Regions from separate parts of the Hordeum vulgare genome. Here regions 1, 3 and 4 are each linked to region 2. Evidence: chromatin contacts called from public Hi-C and HiChIP or PLAC-seq data. All regions are on one chromosome and are shown on one strand. The core of a region is the stretch at or near the end of the contact, and the rest is flanking DNA. Distances in the headings are between cores, read along the strand shown.

Region 1 (3,689 bases), core at 769-3,268, 210 kb after region 2:
CGGTCACCAACATACATAACTCAACTATACCGAAACGTCATCGAACCTTAAGTGTGCAAACCCCGCGGGTTCGAGAACTATGTAGGCATGGCCTGAGACACTCTCCGATCAAGAACCTATAGCGGGACCTGGATGCCCATATTGGATCCTACATATTCTACGAAGATCTTTATCGGTTGAACCTCTATGTCAAGGATTCACTTAATCACGTATGTTGTTCCCTTTGTCTATCGGTATGTTACTTGCTCGATATTAGATCGTCGGTATCTCCATACCTAGTTCAATCTTGTTACCGGCAAGTCTCTTTACTCGTTCTGTAATACAAGATCCCGTGACCAACTCTTTAGTCACATTGCTTGCAAGTTCATTGTGATGTTGTATTACCGAGTGGGCCCTAGAGATACCCCTCCGTCGTACGGAGTGACAAATCCCATTCTCGATTCACGTCAACCCAACAGACACCTTCGGAGATACCTGTAGAGCATCTTTATAGTCACCCAGTTATGTTGTGATGTTTGATAGACACAAGACATTCCTTCGATGCTCGGGAGTTGCATGATCTCATGGTCATAGAAACAAATACTTGACATGCAGAAAACAGTAGCAATAAACTGACACGATCACATGCTACATTCATAGTTTGGGTCTTGTCCATCACATCATTCTCCTAATGATGTTATCTCATTATCAAATGACAACTCATGTCTATGGTCAGCAAACCTTGACCATCTTTGATCAACGAGCTAGTCCTTAGAGGTTCACTAGGGAGAGTGTGTTGTCTATATACCCACACAAGTATTTGAATTTTCAATCAATACAATTATAGCATGGATAATAAACGATTATCGCAAACAAGGAAATAGAATGATAACTAATTTATTATTGTCTCTAGGGCATATTTCCAATAGCCTCGCCCTACTCGCATCATGACGCCATGTAGCCTCGTCGGACCTGTCAACGCGCCTTGTAGCCACACGTGCCCCCGCATCGTGGGTCTGGTCTTGTCGTCGTACGCCGGTACGGGTTGATGGGACGGGTGCTGACCGTCCGACTGCCGTTGAGGCCAGTCGGACAGGCCGGCTGTCGCCAGTCGAACAACAACACGATGATCACACGGGCCTCCTGTCGCCCCGGGCCACGAGGCGAGCCGACCCCCAAATGTCTTAGAGTCAGATTTTCTCTGCTTTGGTATACCTAGGGGCCATTACCTGTCACCTACCTAGAAAATAGATAGATTCAAGTGGCGAATGACTCTCGTAGTCCCGTCCGTCCATCCTCACCATTCGTCCGTCACTTATCTAGAATGTCTGGACACCGGGACCAATGAAAATACTGACATGACTGATGCTACAGAACAAGTTGTGGTGCAACGATATATTGCAGAGACGCGGATGACCCAATGAGTACTTTTATCAGCTATGCGTTTGTAATTTGGAATCAAGCAAACACCTGTTCTGGACCTGCCCAAAATCTCTAGAGGTTTGGAACACAATCGGGTAGTGGGAGGAATGCGCCACACTAAAACCTAGAGAAGAATGGCAGCATCAAACGGCTACAACCATCGTGCTGAATTCGCAAGTGGCGGCGGCCCTGAGATGGAAGAAGGAAACCAACACAATGAGACTGTTCGCACTTTGTGCAATCGGACAAGAACCCAACCAGTGCACCTTCAACAAAAAATCATCAAGTGTGAGAGACATCATAAGCAGAATCACAAACTGCATGGACCAATGGAGTGCGTGAGCCAGATGCATAAAGAGCCACTTTAAAAAAATCATCGTGAGATATCTACCTTGTACTCCCTCTGTTTTAAAATAAATATCGTTGATCTAGTATAAAATTTATACTAATCTAATACAAATTTTACGATATTTATTTTGAGACGGAGGGAGTATTATATTTGGAGAGGGTCTGACCAAACTATGATCAGCTAAACCCGGATCTTAGGATCATCACCTCATTTTGTATTCTCCATTTTCTTTCTGCTACCAATGAAATTGCCAGCAATTGCTGGAACTTAAAGAAAAAGTATTGCCCAGGTAGGAAATCTGTAGATTCGAGAGGCGAATGACCGAAAATCCTACATCTACTAAAAGTTACGAACATGTTATGTAAGTTTCCAAACTAACTAACTCTCGGTCCCAATTTGACAACTACACAATCACGTAAGAACGTAAGACTTAGTAGACTCGTACGTAAGTGTAGCATTGCTCGGCGAATGACTCCTGTAGCCCCCTCCGTCCACCACTCCACCCTCACCCACGCGGAGGCGACGCGACCCAGCGAAATTTCGAGCCCGTCGGGCGTCGGCGTCGCCAATGCGAGAAGGAGCCCCGAAAACCACATGGCGAGGCGGCCGAAATTTCCACGGCCTGACGATCCAAAACCCCTCGAACGGCGCAGAGGAGGCTCCACCCAGCCGCTGACCCCTCCTCTCGTCAACTCCTCCTAATCCCCTCCACGCACCGAGCCTCGGCTCCCGACGACCGGCCCGGAGAGATGGCCGAGGCGGTGGCCGGCTGGCTGGTGTGCCCGGTAATACGGATCGTCGTCGACAAGGCCAAGTCCTGCGCCGCCGACCGCATCAGGTGGCTTAACGGCGGCGTCCCCGATGCGCTCCAGCAGCTCGACGGGGCCCTCACGGAGCTCCGCGCCGTGGCGGGCGCCGTCGAGCGGAGCCGCGGCGCGAGGGGCGGCGGCGGCGGCGGTGACCTCGACCGGTGGCTGCTGCAGCTCAAGGACGCCGTCTACGAGGCCGACGAGGTCGTCGACGAGTTCGAATACCGGTCGCTCGGCCCCCCGCGCTCCCCCCTTGTCAAGATCGGCAAGCAGCTCGTCGGCACCGACGAGTCGCTAAACAGGCTCAAGGGCGTCATCAAGAAGCTGGACGACATCAAGGACAGCTCTGTCCGGCTGATGCAGGCGGCAGGGCTGGAGGCGTCGTGGTCCGGCGAGTTGAGCGGCCACCCACCCACCTGGGACGGCCCGGACACATGCTCGCTGCTGGGGGACAACGAGGTGTTAGGGCGCGACGCGGAGCGGAAGGACATGGTCTCTTGGCTGACCACCGCCAGCCCGCCCCACCGCGCAGATCCGCGCGCCGCCGCCATCCCCGTCGCAGCTATCATAGGGCTCGGCGGGATGGGGAAGACCGCGCTGGCGCGCGTCCTGCTCCACGACGACTCGGTGAAGGCGACGTTCGATTTGGTGATGTGGGTGTGTCCTGCTGCCGCTTACCACAAGGTCGGGCTAGTGAAGCAAATCCTGCAGTCTGCTGGGGTTGGATTTCCTGACGGCATGAACAATTTCGACTGGCTCCAGAGGCAGCTTAAGGATGCTGTATCATCCAAGAGGTTCCTGCTGGTTCTCGACAATGTCTGGAACAAAGGGGGCATGGACGAGGATAAGTGGAGTGAGGTGCTGGCTCCTCTTAGATGTGGCAAGCCCGGTAGTAAGATCATGGTCACCACCCGGAAAAAGATTGTAGCAACCTTGCTGAATGCCAGAAAGAAGGTCACGTTGGACGGATTGGCATTTGACGATATTTGGTCGCTGTTCACGAGGATTGCTTTCAGCAATGACAGCGCTGACAAGGATTCGGTCTTGCAGGCAATTGGACAGCGGCTTGTTCACAAGCTCAAGGGGTTGCCATTGGCTGCCAAGGTCGTCGGCGGGATGCTCAAGGGTTC
Region 2 (3,713 bases), core at 910-3,409:
GTACCGCAGAGAGTTGAATGGCAGTAGTCTCAGGTGCAAAGAATGCTCCTTCATCCAAAGGTGGAGAAGGAAGGCCTTCTTCTTCTTCATCATCATCCACAACAGAAGGGTTTGAAGTTCCTGGGGAGTTGTCTACAGGTAACAGAAGTAATAATAGTAAGCTAAGAGGCTTGGAACTGAGTATTTATTCACTCGGAATTAACTCTTGAAACTGATGGATCAAATGTAACATTGAACAAATTCAGATCCTTTACCTGCAAGGGCGACATTGGTAGTACTGACCCACTCATCAACCAAAATTTTCCAATCGCTGGAAACACAAAAAGCAACTGAAGATGTCAACAATAGTTGCTTTGGACTCATGCTAACAAGGTAATTTCTCATTTTTCTTTGGGATGATGAACAAGGTAGGTGATGACTATGTAGCAGTGCATATGAAATGGTAGTAATCAAAATCTTTTCAGTACATCAGAGAAGAAATTTGTCTTGCTGAACTCTTCAAATTCAAGCATGAACTGGCTCTATAAAGCCAGACTAGGTAGGAGTCGATGGAGCTTACTCAATGAGAGTCTGCACGAGGTGACGAATCTGCTGCGAGCTGTGCTTCCGAAGGCCATTAACAGCCCTCCCAATCTCAGTAGCCTACGATGAACAGCACCAAAGATAAGCAAACCAAATAGTAAACAAAACCAACAACCCTCATATGCAGTATGCAAAACATAGGTACGTACCTTAAGAGTGGAGACGGACAATTGCATCAGCTGCAGCCTCCTCAGCGAGTCGAAGAGAGTAGTATCCGACTGCAAAACACGTTTGTGTTTTATTAATTGAGATCAACCCTAAGTGCTCACTGGAGTTGACAAATAACAACTTCAGCAATGAATGAGAGAAGTAACTGCACAGGTAAGTGGACGTACATGGTCTTGCTTGTGCAGGAGGAGCTCCTTGATGCGGAGGACCTCCCCAAGGATCTGTGACTCCTCATCGATCTCGTTGGTGAGGGCCTCGAGCTCCTCAGCCTCCGGGTCGTCATCCTCAGCGTGGTGGTCTTCCTCCGCCGGTGCGGCCGCGTCCTGCTCCTCGTCGTCGTCGTTGTCGTCATCATAGTTGTGGCCGTAGTTGCTGGCGGCTGCGCGGCGGAGGCGCTCGTCGTCCTCGGAGTCGGAGTCAGAGTCGTCGTCGTCTTCGCTGATGCTGCCGCCGCCGCCAAGCCCACCACGACCGGGCGCGCCGAGGCTGCTGCTATCGACCTTGCACTCCTTGTCGGGGACGCGGCGCACGCTGCCCTTGTCCTCGGCGACGGCGGGCGTGGCGGGGGGCACGGAGCCGGTGCTGGCGGTGCAGCCGTGGCAGGAGGGGCGGGCGAGGAGCGCGTTGAAGAGCCTCTCGGCTATGCGGTCGCGGCGGCGCAGGAACTCCTGCGGCTCGTCGGCGGCGGCGACGAGGATGGCCTTCTCGATGACCTCGCAGATGCCGACGCCGGCGCCCCGGAAGAAGCCGCGCCACCGGTCCAGCCCGTCGTCGGCCATTCGCCCCCCCGGAGATCGGGCCGCGGACGACGAGAAACAACAAGAGCTAGGAGCACCAGACAGGAACCGATGCTCCGCCGATTACCCTATTGAGATGGGATTACTACGCCGCGACCGAGAACCCAATCCCGGTCCGATCGCGAATCGGATGCCCCCCCGGAATCCGGCGATCGTGAAAGCGAAATTCGCCGGAAATCAAATCGACGAACAGGGCGAGGCCAGCAGGAAACGAATCGGGCCGAAACAAATCGAGGAAACCGAGTCGAGTCGAGTCGGGTTACGTCCCCCCTCTCCCTCTCCCTTCCTTGCTTGGCCCCCAAGTCCCCGCTGCGGCAGCGAGAAGAACCTTACCAAATCCTATCTGGCCCTTGCGGAAGGGGGGAGGTAGGGTAGGGCCAGGGGCGTGGGCGTGGGCGTGGGAGGAAGAAGACGGTGCGGCTGGGCTCGGCTGGGGGAGAAGGCAAGGCAAGGCAAGGCAAGGCAGGGCGAGGCGAACGACGCCACCAGGAAGGGTATGGTAGGGTAGGGTAGGGTCGGGGCTGGGGCTGGGGCTGGGGACTGGGACGGGGCGGGTGGATAGGGACGCGGATGGCAGGGTACGCTACGCGACCCGAGCCCACGAGGACCCCGAGCGCAGCTAACTAAACAAGAGCGAGCGACTAGTACTACTGCCAGTGCTAGCTACGGCGGTGGCAGCCCCGAAATACGCGCGGTAACAAACCGGGTCGCGTCACCGCTTCGCTGGTCTTCCTTTCGCAGCGGCACGGCAGCAACCGCCCCCCCCCCCCCCTCCTCCTTTCTCCGTTCCCTCCCTTTCGTCTCTAGATTCTCATTCTGCTGCACCTGCACTGCACAGGGGAGGGGGGCGACGCGGCGGCCTCGTGGTGGCTGGCTTCTCCTTGGTTTGACCCCGCCCAGTCGACACGCACTCTCTTTCTTCCGTCTCCCCTTCCCTGGTTTTGTACTTTTGTTTACCACAAGTATAGTACGTACGTACTGCTGTAGTTTGGTACTGGTATTCAAAGTGCTTCGATCGCTGCCCATGATTCACGCCATTATCCTTGGCGCAGCGCCATTGATTGCCTTATTTGCTTCTCGTCTCACCATCACCATCCAAATCAACCAGCATAAATGTTCTCTACTCTACTGGTGCTAGCACACGGTGTCAATTTTAATGAAATGGTTTTGACCCGGAGTATTTCCTTTCTCGAAAAAACTGGCATCGTGGGAGCTCAGTCCATGTTCCCTTCGAAAATCGACCGTAATATGTTCCCGATAGCAACGGTCTGGAGCCCGCCACGGGTCCACGACGCCACAGTTACCTGCAGTGTAGTTTTCTCTTTCGAGCTACATACAGCAGGGGTGGCTCGTTGCGGTTAACGCCCTCGCCTCCTGCGGTTGCTTCCAAAATCGCCCACGCAACCGTATCTCCCGGTTGTTCCAGCCAGGGATTCTCGACGCGCAAGTGGCATGTGTTTCTTGCTTCCTTTCGGGGCGAATACGTGGTTCTTGATATCTCTAGCTCAATTCGGTGCGTCGCGGACTTTCTCGGGAATATATGTGGCCTTCAATTGTGAGCCTCTGCGACGAGGGGGAGGGGCCAACTTCCTCATCGAAAACAGGCTTTTCGTCCCGTTTTACAAATAAAACAACATTCGAACACGATATACTTGAACGATAAAAAATAATAAAATAGGCCACTTATAAAGTCGATCTTAATATATCTGACACGCATAGAACGCACGCGATTACGATGCACGGGACGATCTAAACATCCCCATGCTACGACACAGCACACTCTGCGACAATGCCTTCAAGAGGAAAAACGACGCACAACGTCGCCGTTGTCTGAGTCGACATCGGACAGAGGTCTTCACCCGAAGCCCTCACACGAAAAGAAGAACCATAACGACGACTTCAAAAAAAGCACAACACCCACGGTTGTCGCCGTCGTAGGCGCCAAGACACGGTGCTTTCGCTCGGCAACTCACATGTGCCACCACGAGGCCGCCAAAAGGAGCGTGAAGATTCCAGGTGCCCAGACCCAGATCGGAACGTCGCCCCTCCAGAATAGAGGACACATCCAAGCTACCCACCGCAACACCTCATGTTGCCCACACGACCCGGGGGATAGCAACCACCACCGCAATGAAGCCCGTCGACGAGCAACCACGCAGACCGCCA
Region 3 (3,564 bases), core at 942-3,441, 130 kb before region 2:
AAGTTGGCTTCGACCCACCTCTGCCTCGAACGACTTCCCCTCCCAAACCCCACCTCTCCCTCGCGACCCATTTGACTCTCGTAGTGGCGACCCCAACCCTCTCTCTCGCACAACCCATCGCCGCTGCCGCCCCCGGTCTACCATGGCTCCATCGGTCTACCCGTCGTCGTCACCTCTGGTATACCCCGCCTTCGACGGTCTACCCGCCTCCCCCTCCACCGTCTCTGCTCCGCCCCCGGTCTACCCCGTCGCCGCCCCCGGTCTACCCCTCCATCGTCTTTGCCCCGCCCCTATTGCTCGATACCGCCCGTCTTCAACCTCGCCGCCTTCGATCTACTCCGCCGCCGCCGCCGATCTACTCCGCCAACTGTTTATTGCTCGAAGTTGTATTATGTTGAAACAGTGATGTTTATTGTTGAGATTATGTTGAAACGATGATGTTTATTGCTTGAAATTGTATTTGTGCCAAAAAAAATATTGATGCATCCTATCTTGGATACAGGCTACCAAACACAGTCTGAACACAACATGTTTCAACACATACAACACTACCAAACAACTACGCAAGCATGCACACAACATATTTGGACTTAGCATGTTTCAAAAAGGAACAGCTATACTGAAATGGAAACAACTATCAAACACAAGCGTGCTATCGACCAAAGAGGTTCGAATCTGGCGCACACACATTTTTTCGGTTTACAACCGAAATTAAAGGAAAAAATGGGCTCAACACAACTAGACGCGCCTGTGAGCGTCCGTTTGCAAAAGCAATATGCAACGAGGCTTGAAGCGTCGAATAGGGATTGTCCTCATATGTTGCAACCGAAAAGGATGGAAAGAAGACAAATGAGCAACCACGGCCCTTTAGAAAAGACCGCAATGGATCATGAGCAACGTTAAGGAATAAAATTAAAAAATAAAAACAGGTTGTGCACAATGTTCGTTGAACAACTTGCACGAATTGCAACACAATTTGATTCGATGACTCATGATGTGAATGATGCATAGTTAAAGCTCACGTTGTCACATAAAAAAAGATAGCACAAATTAAAGAATGGAGAATAACATGGAAATAAAGCAAAAAAAAAAAAAAAAAAGAACCAGAAACTATAAAGTAAGAATTAAAGGCTTGAGGAAAAAAGATGAAAAAACTGAACTATAAAATAAAAGACAATATAAAAATATATAAAGCAACCTAGGAAGTGGGCAGGGATCTAGTGACACACTGTAAATGGTGGAAAGCCAACCATTGGATGAAGGATGGACACACCGTTTCCAACATTATAGCAAAAACACTGTAGAAGACGCTATGTAGAGATCCCTCTAGCGAAAATACTTAGACGAAAAATGTATAGATTTTGAATATGTTGTTATTTTATATTTTTTATATGCTATATAGGATACAATGTAAATCAATATATTAGAAATCTTTACTATCCGTTGTTTGTATAGGTCTATGTCAAAGCTTAATCAACATAATTATTGTCCCGAATCATTGATATTCGACATGCAACGGCATATAGGCCCATGTCCGATACTCATAGACATAGGCATGCAACCATGTTTTAGATCCCAAAGTAAAGTGTGCAGTCCATATATGCATCTGTTTTGGGCCAGCGTCTAGAGAATTTATTTTTTCAAGAAACTCGTGTTCCAAAATGTAATTTTAAATAATGTTCCAACTTTAATAAAATGTTTAAACATTTGAATTTTTTAGTTTGTAAAGGTAAAGAAATATTTATGTTTCCCCTTGCTACGAACAAGCATATTTGTGCAACATGGTGCTAGAATTGTTACGTTGCAAGATTTTTTTCCCTCTCTCGTTAAAATGCACGGGCATATTTTTTATATGATATAAAAACATGTTCACAAAATTAAGGGTTTCGACTAATGTTTATTCAAATCATTTATATGTATTTTATTCAATATGAGGTCATTTAAAAAAATTCAATTAATTAAGCTAGATGCATAAGAGTTTTTTTTCTTCCGTTGCAACGCACGGGACTTTTTTCTAAGTAGTACTCCTGAGTGACGACTAAACACGGGTTCGCCATCAAGACACGAATCATCACAATGTCACACACGTGGTTATGCTTCGTCAACGCCCACTAAACATGTGTCCGGCACTGTAAACGCAGGCCATCATACTTCTCTTGGACTTGTTTTTCCTAGCGATACTTCCGTTGGACTCGCTCACTCGGGGTCGGGGCATTGGACAGAAGAAGCAGGCCTCTTCTCTTCTGTGTTCCTGTGACCCGCCACCCGCTAACAGTTAACCCCCAAATCCAGCCGTCGCGAGTATCTCCCTCCACCTTTCCACCATGGCGGCCGCGGCGGCGCGCTCCCTCGCGCTCTTCTCCTCCGCCGCCTCGCTCGGCCTCGGCCGCGCCTCGTCCCGCCTCGCGCTCTCTTCCTCCCCCTCCCACTCCGGGCTTCTCCCCAGGCCGGCGCTCGCCTTCCGCGGACGCGCCTCCTTCGCCGCCACGGCCGTCGTGATGGGGAAGGCCGGCGCCGTCGACGCCGAGGCGGACGCGGACATGGACGCCGTCCAGCGCCGGCTCATGTTCGACGACGAGTGAGTGTCCCGGTCCCCCAATTCCGTCTCGTCAACTTGTCCTGGCTCTGCTGTGGATTGAGCCTGTCTGTCTCCTCGTGGAATATTGTTATTTTTTTAACAATATTCTAACAGGGCTATTCCCCCTTCTCTCACCAGGAGCGGAGTAGCATAAGCAATTATTCTTCTCCTTGTCTGTCTGTCTAGCTTTGAAGCTGTTAGCATGTTGACAAATTCAGATTACTTGGCTACCAAAATTAAACTGAGATAGATCGTCGCTTCCATTTCATCTCCTCTCAGTATAACCGAAGAGGTCTATTTCCATGCAGGTGCATATTAGTCGATGAACAGGACAATGTCATCGGCCATGAATCTAAGTATAACTGTACGTGTTAATCTTATTCTTCATTATTTTGTGATTGCGTTCCGTAGTGCATGCTTTTAACATCCATATGCTGACTGCTATGTTATCCTCATACTACTTGGTTGGATAGTCATTGTGTCAGTGGCAGAGAGCCAAATCTTTGGAGGGGCAATGGGTTAAGGAGGAGCAAAACTATGTGATTTAGCCTGTTTTTACTGAATGTATGACATAAAAACTATGTGGTTTAGCCTGATTTTTTCTTGGGCTGGGGGGGCCACCGCCCAGGTTGCCCCCATGAAGCTCCGCCACTGATTGCGTGTTTGACAACAGGCATTGAGCTGCCTAAAATTTCGTAGTATTACCGTCGACAATGAATCTTTGGGTAGTTGGATGGGTACTCAAGTGTGGCTTATCTATGAGTTTGTGCCTAGGTACTAGGGAATCACATTGGATCATACTATTCCAATTTCCAAACAGTCCCCAACAAAAAATATAATCCTGACCAATAGGGTGATGATGGCTTCCAGTACTATTTTTACTTGTAGAATTGTGCGAGAGAGAGAAATTATCTATGCAATATATATAAACTTTAAAAGTAGTTGGTCATAAGTCTTTCACCTTGAACACAAATTCACAAGGTAAT
Region 4 (3,708 bases), core at 298-2,797, 230 kb after region 2:
TTTGTGGGATGGCGCCAGAAAAACTATTGTAGGAGAGGTCCAATGATGTTAAGTATGGTATTTCCCGGGAGATGTCTTGAGGGATAAGTCCTGAAAAGTTGTTGTTTGACAGATCCAGCCCAGTCATACTGCTACAATTCTGAAGACCACGAGGAAATGGACCCTGGAGACCAAGGTTACCTAGGCGCAAAGAAAGAACCCGGTCCTCATCCGGGTGCCAACATTCCACACCGGTAAATCGGCATATGAAACCAACAGTAACGTTCTCAAAATTCCATGAGGATTTGAGTACACCGTTGGGGTCATTCACTGACTGCTGAACAGATTTCAAGCATTGGATATCAGCTTCAGAGGCAAAACAAGTGAAGACCAACAACAGTATAAGAATAACCCTCAGAGGAGCATAATGATTTGCCATTGAGCACTTGCACCAAACTTCACCTCTCCTCCGTGACAACACCACTTGCAGGTTCAAGCTTCACCTACACGTAAACGCAGTCGAATTTATAAAATTAGAGACACACATACCAGTTGGTGATAGCAACCATATTCTAGAACGAAAAGATTGATTTGATTGCAGTGCTGAAAAGCATAACACAAAGACGACATCAGTGGGGAACTGATCCCCACTACGGCCATAGCAAATAACATATGGTGCGAAGATTCTGCTAAGATTAGCACCAAATAATAGGTGCAATGGGTCGCATGGTAATTATCCATCACCCCTAACAATAACAGTAAGAACTCGCAACCTTGTTCTTCCATTATTGTCTATAAGCATAAGTGGAAACTTGCAACCGGGGGCAGTTCCTGGCTTCTGAGCCATCAATCGAGACCACAGTTATTATTTACAGAAACAACCAACGGGCTTCCTCTTATTAAATATCTGGATTTCTCACAAGAGAAGCGAACGGCTCGAACTGCCAAAAGGCGCACTTTCCAGAAAGAAGAAAATCTAAGGGAAGGGGCAGCAAAAAAAAAATAAAAAAAATCTCCAAAAGGAATGGCGCCGCACCATCCATATGTCGCATATGTGCATGCTATTTTTCTACCTGATTTCCCTCCCAGGGGCCGTCCCTCTTTGATCCTTTTTAACTAAAAAAGAAGAAAGAAGAAGCACTGGACAAACCCATTGCTGCTGCTGCTGCTTCCCCAGCAACAAACCCGCACCAATCAGGCCAAGAAAGAGGCAAGCGATTTCTTGCCCGGAGTTTCTAGCCGGAATACGAACTCCCTGGCGACTGCAGGAGCCCCCCCCCCCCCCCCCCAAGAACCCGCATACACGGAGGCACCAACCAACCGAGAGCTCGCGCGCTCCCAAGATCATTCGCACCACAACAAAGCATGGAAAGAAGGGCCGGAAAATCTAGAAAAATATGAGAGAAGAGGCGAGGTAGAATCGGTCACCTGAAGCTCGCCGTCCTCGCATAGGTGGGAACCGGGAGGACCCAGGGAGAGGGAGTAGGGGCAGGAGGTGGGGGAGAAGAGCTGTGGGTAGGGGGAGGAAGAGGAGGAGGGAGGGAGGACCGGAGAGGAGAGGAGCCGCCCGTCAAAGAAAGGAAAAGAAAGTGGAGGCGAGAGAGTTTTTCTAAGCGTGTGGGTGCCCAGCCGGAGGGGCGGGTGGGCCCGGCGAGGGCGAGAGGGGCGCGCAGTATGGAGACTGGGGGACGCGGAGATCCACGGACTTTTCTGGTCAACTGCCTCAGTCAACCCGTCTGCTCTCTCTTGATGATGGGTGGCCGGCCGGACGAATGGCTACGGCGCCACCGTGTCACTCACCTCGGAATGGAGGAGGTGGGTATCGGGTCCCTCCTTTCTCCGTCGTGACCACTGACCACGGAAGACTAGCCCAAAGGGCGTTCGGGTTTCCGGGTTACCGCGGCCACGACAGGGACTGCTAATATTTGGAGTATGTCGCACGGCTGGCAAAGTTTGTTTAGCCCAAAAGGTCTTTCGCCCCATTTTATACGGGAAAAGATTTCCGTCAGCAGAATGAAAACAAAAAATGTCATCTCTTCTGTTTGCTCTGCGACACCGCTTCCCCATCCCTCTCTCCATCTTATCTTTTCCAACAGTTTCTGCAACCCGTTCATTGTTTTGGAAATTTGTTTCCGCAAACACGGCCACTGTTGCAGAAATAGAAAGGAAAAAAATTCTGTAACAAAGCGATTGTTTCTGAAACTCGACCTTTGTTTCAGGAATTAATAGGTTGAAAATTTATTTTTTGCAACAAAGCGATTGTTTCTGCAACACGGCCACTCTTGCAGAAAGAGGAAGGAAAAAAATTATGTAACAAAGCGATTGTTTCTGAAACTCGACCTTTGTTTCAGAAATTAACAGGTTGAAAATTTATTTTTTGCAACAAAGCGATTGTTTTTGCAACACGGCCACTCTTGCAGAAAGAGGAAGGAAAAAATTATGTAACAAAGCGATTGTTTCTGAAACTCGACCTTTGTTTCAGGAATTAATGGATTGAAAATTTATTTTTTTGCAACAAAGCGATTATTTCTGCAACACGGCCACTATTGCAGAAAGAGGAAGGAATTTTTTTTTTGCAACAAAGCGATTGTCTCAGAAATTATCGGGTGCCCAGGCGAAACGCGCGCAAAGAAAAAAACTGCAACAAAACGATTGTTTCAAAAACTCGAGCGTTGTCTCAGGAATTACCGGGTGCCCAGCCGAAGCGCGCACGAAGAAAAAAAACTACAACAAAGCGATTGTTTCAGAAACTCGAGCGTCGTTTCAAGAATTACCGAATGCCCGGCCGAAGTCCCGCGTGCGGATCTGCTGGATGAAGATAATCAAACGGCTGTGAAAGTGACGGATCATTGGAAATAATCCATCGATGAACGCGTAGCGTTGCCCATTTTATATAGGAGTATAATAAAGCCACGATGAAGTATTACGCCTACCATTACAACAGAAACTTACTGAAAGATGGTAAATTTCAATCCCGCCTTAATTTGCGCTATAAAATTGTCAATACCTCTCCATTTTTAACATCAATTTAGAACAAATAATGTACCGGTCACTAAAAAAAACTCATTTGGCGAATTGGACTTAGCTTAGATGGTTGGATTCCTTGTGTAATTTGATCTCACACTTGTATTTTTTTGAATTTATTTTAAATTTCAATGATGTTCGTTCGGTGAAAAACAGAGTTCCCGTCGATTACAACACGCATGTGATGACTTCGTTAACTTTAAGTAATAGTAGTAGTAGTAATAGTTGATTAAGTGTGTGCACGTTTCTAGGGTTGCGTATGCATGATCATTTGAGTTTGTACAATATTTCAAAAGAAGGATCGTTTGAAAAAGCATGTTGTCTTCATCTTGTTTTAAAACCTAAAGATAATTTATAATTGAAATTTGTCAAGAAAACAATGGACATGATTTCTGGGTAAGTAAGATGATTATTTAAAGATCAATCTGATGCGTTTTCTCATTGGCCACCCCGTCTAAACACATTTTTTTTTCTTTTGAATGTTACTTCCCCAACTCTTTCTGTTTTTCTGAGGTTTTCATGTGCAAATTTGATAATTAATGGTGTAAAAACAAACACTCTCATTGAATGAAAGAAATTTGCCATGTTTCCCCTCCTTCGCTTGGTGTGGGAGACGTGGCCATAACACGTGGCAAACTCGTATAGAAGGCAACTCGCTCCTGAATTTCAGGGGCCCAAAGCAAGGTGGAGCAAGCTAAGATGAGA

The links. Hi-C and Micro-C count contacts between places; a contact is called where the count stands out from the background. HiChIP or PLAC-seq counts read pairs in DNA pulled down with a chosen protein or histone mark.
Region 1: a Hi-C map of seedling shows a contact between it and region 2, with 5 times the contacts expected there. The contact joins the promoter of LOC123442957 here to the promoter of LOC123442966 in region 2. A contact is called at or near these places in 2 of 6 Hi-C or Micro-C datasets (leaf and seedling).
Region 3: a contact with region 2 is called in an H3K4me3 HiChIP or PLAC-seq map of embryo, with 5 times the contacts expected there. The contact joins the promoter of LOC123442975 here to the promoter of LOC123442966 in region 2. A contact is called at or near these places in 5 of 6 Hi-C or Micro-C datasets (leaf, seedling and an unstated tissue) and 1 of 1 datasets of contacts at active chromatin or transcription factors (embryo).
Region 4: a Hi-C map of seedling shows a contact between it and region 2, with 2.8 times the contacts expected there. The contact joins the promoter of LOC123442946 here to the promoter of LOC123442966 in region 2. A contact is called at or near these places in 1 of 6 Hi-C or Micro-C datasets (seedling) and 1 of 1 datasets of contacts at active chromatin or transcription factors (embryo).

What each region holds. Positions count from the first base shown.
Region 1 is chr1H:432,712,845-432,716,533 of MorexV3_pseudomolecules_assembly, reverse strand. LOC123442957 (putative disease resistance protein RGA4) reads left to right here and starts at 2,018. Exons shown (of 1, transcript XM_045119153.1): 1 at 2,018-3,689. The coding sequence starts at 2,500.
Region 2 is chr1H:432,923,810-432,927,522 of MorexV3_pseudomolecules_assembly, reverse strand. It overlaps LOC123442966 (probable mediator of RNA polymerase II transcription subunit 26b), which reads right to left and starts at 2,159. Exons shown (of 9, transcript XM_045119165.1): 1 at 918-2,159; 2 at 732-800; 3 at 560-642; 4 at 255-310; 5 at 5-132. The coding sequence starts at 1,529.
Region 3 is chr1H:433,055,703-433,059,266 of MorexV3_pseudomolecules_assembly, reverse strand. It overlaps LOC123442975 (isopentenyl-diphosphate Delta-isomerase I-like), which reads left to right and starts at 2,191. Exons shown (of 6, transcript XM_045119176.1): 1 at 2,191-2,578; 2 at 2,887-2,942. The coding sequence starts at 2,325.
Region 4 is chr1H:432,693,612-432,697,319 of MorexV3_pseudomolecules_assembly, reverse strand. LOC123442946 (probably inactive leucine-rich repeat receptor-like protein kinase At5g48380) reads right to left here and starts at 1,547. Exons shown (of 3, transcript XM_045119143.1): 1 at 1,408-1,547; 2 at 1-482. The coding sequence starts at 418.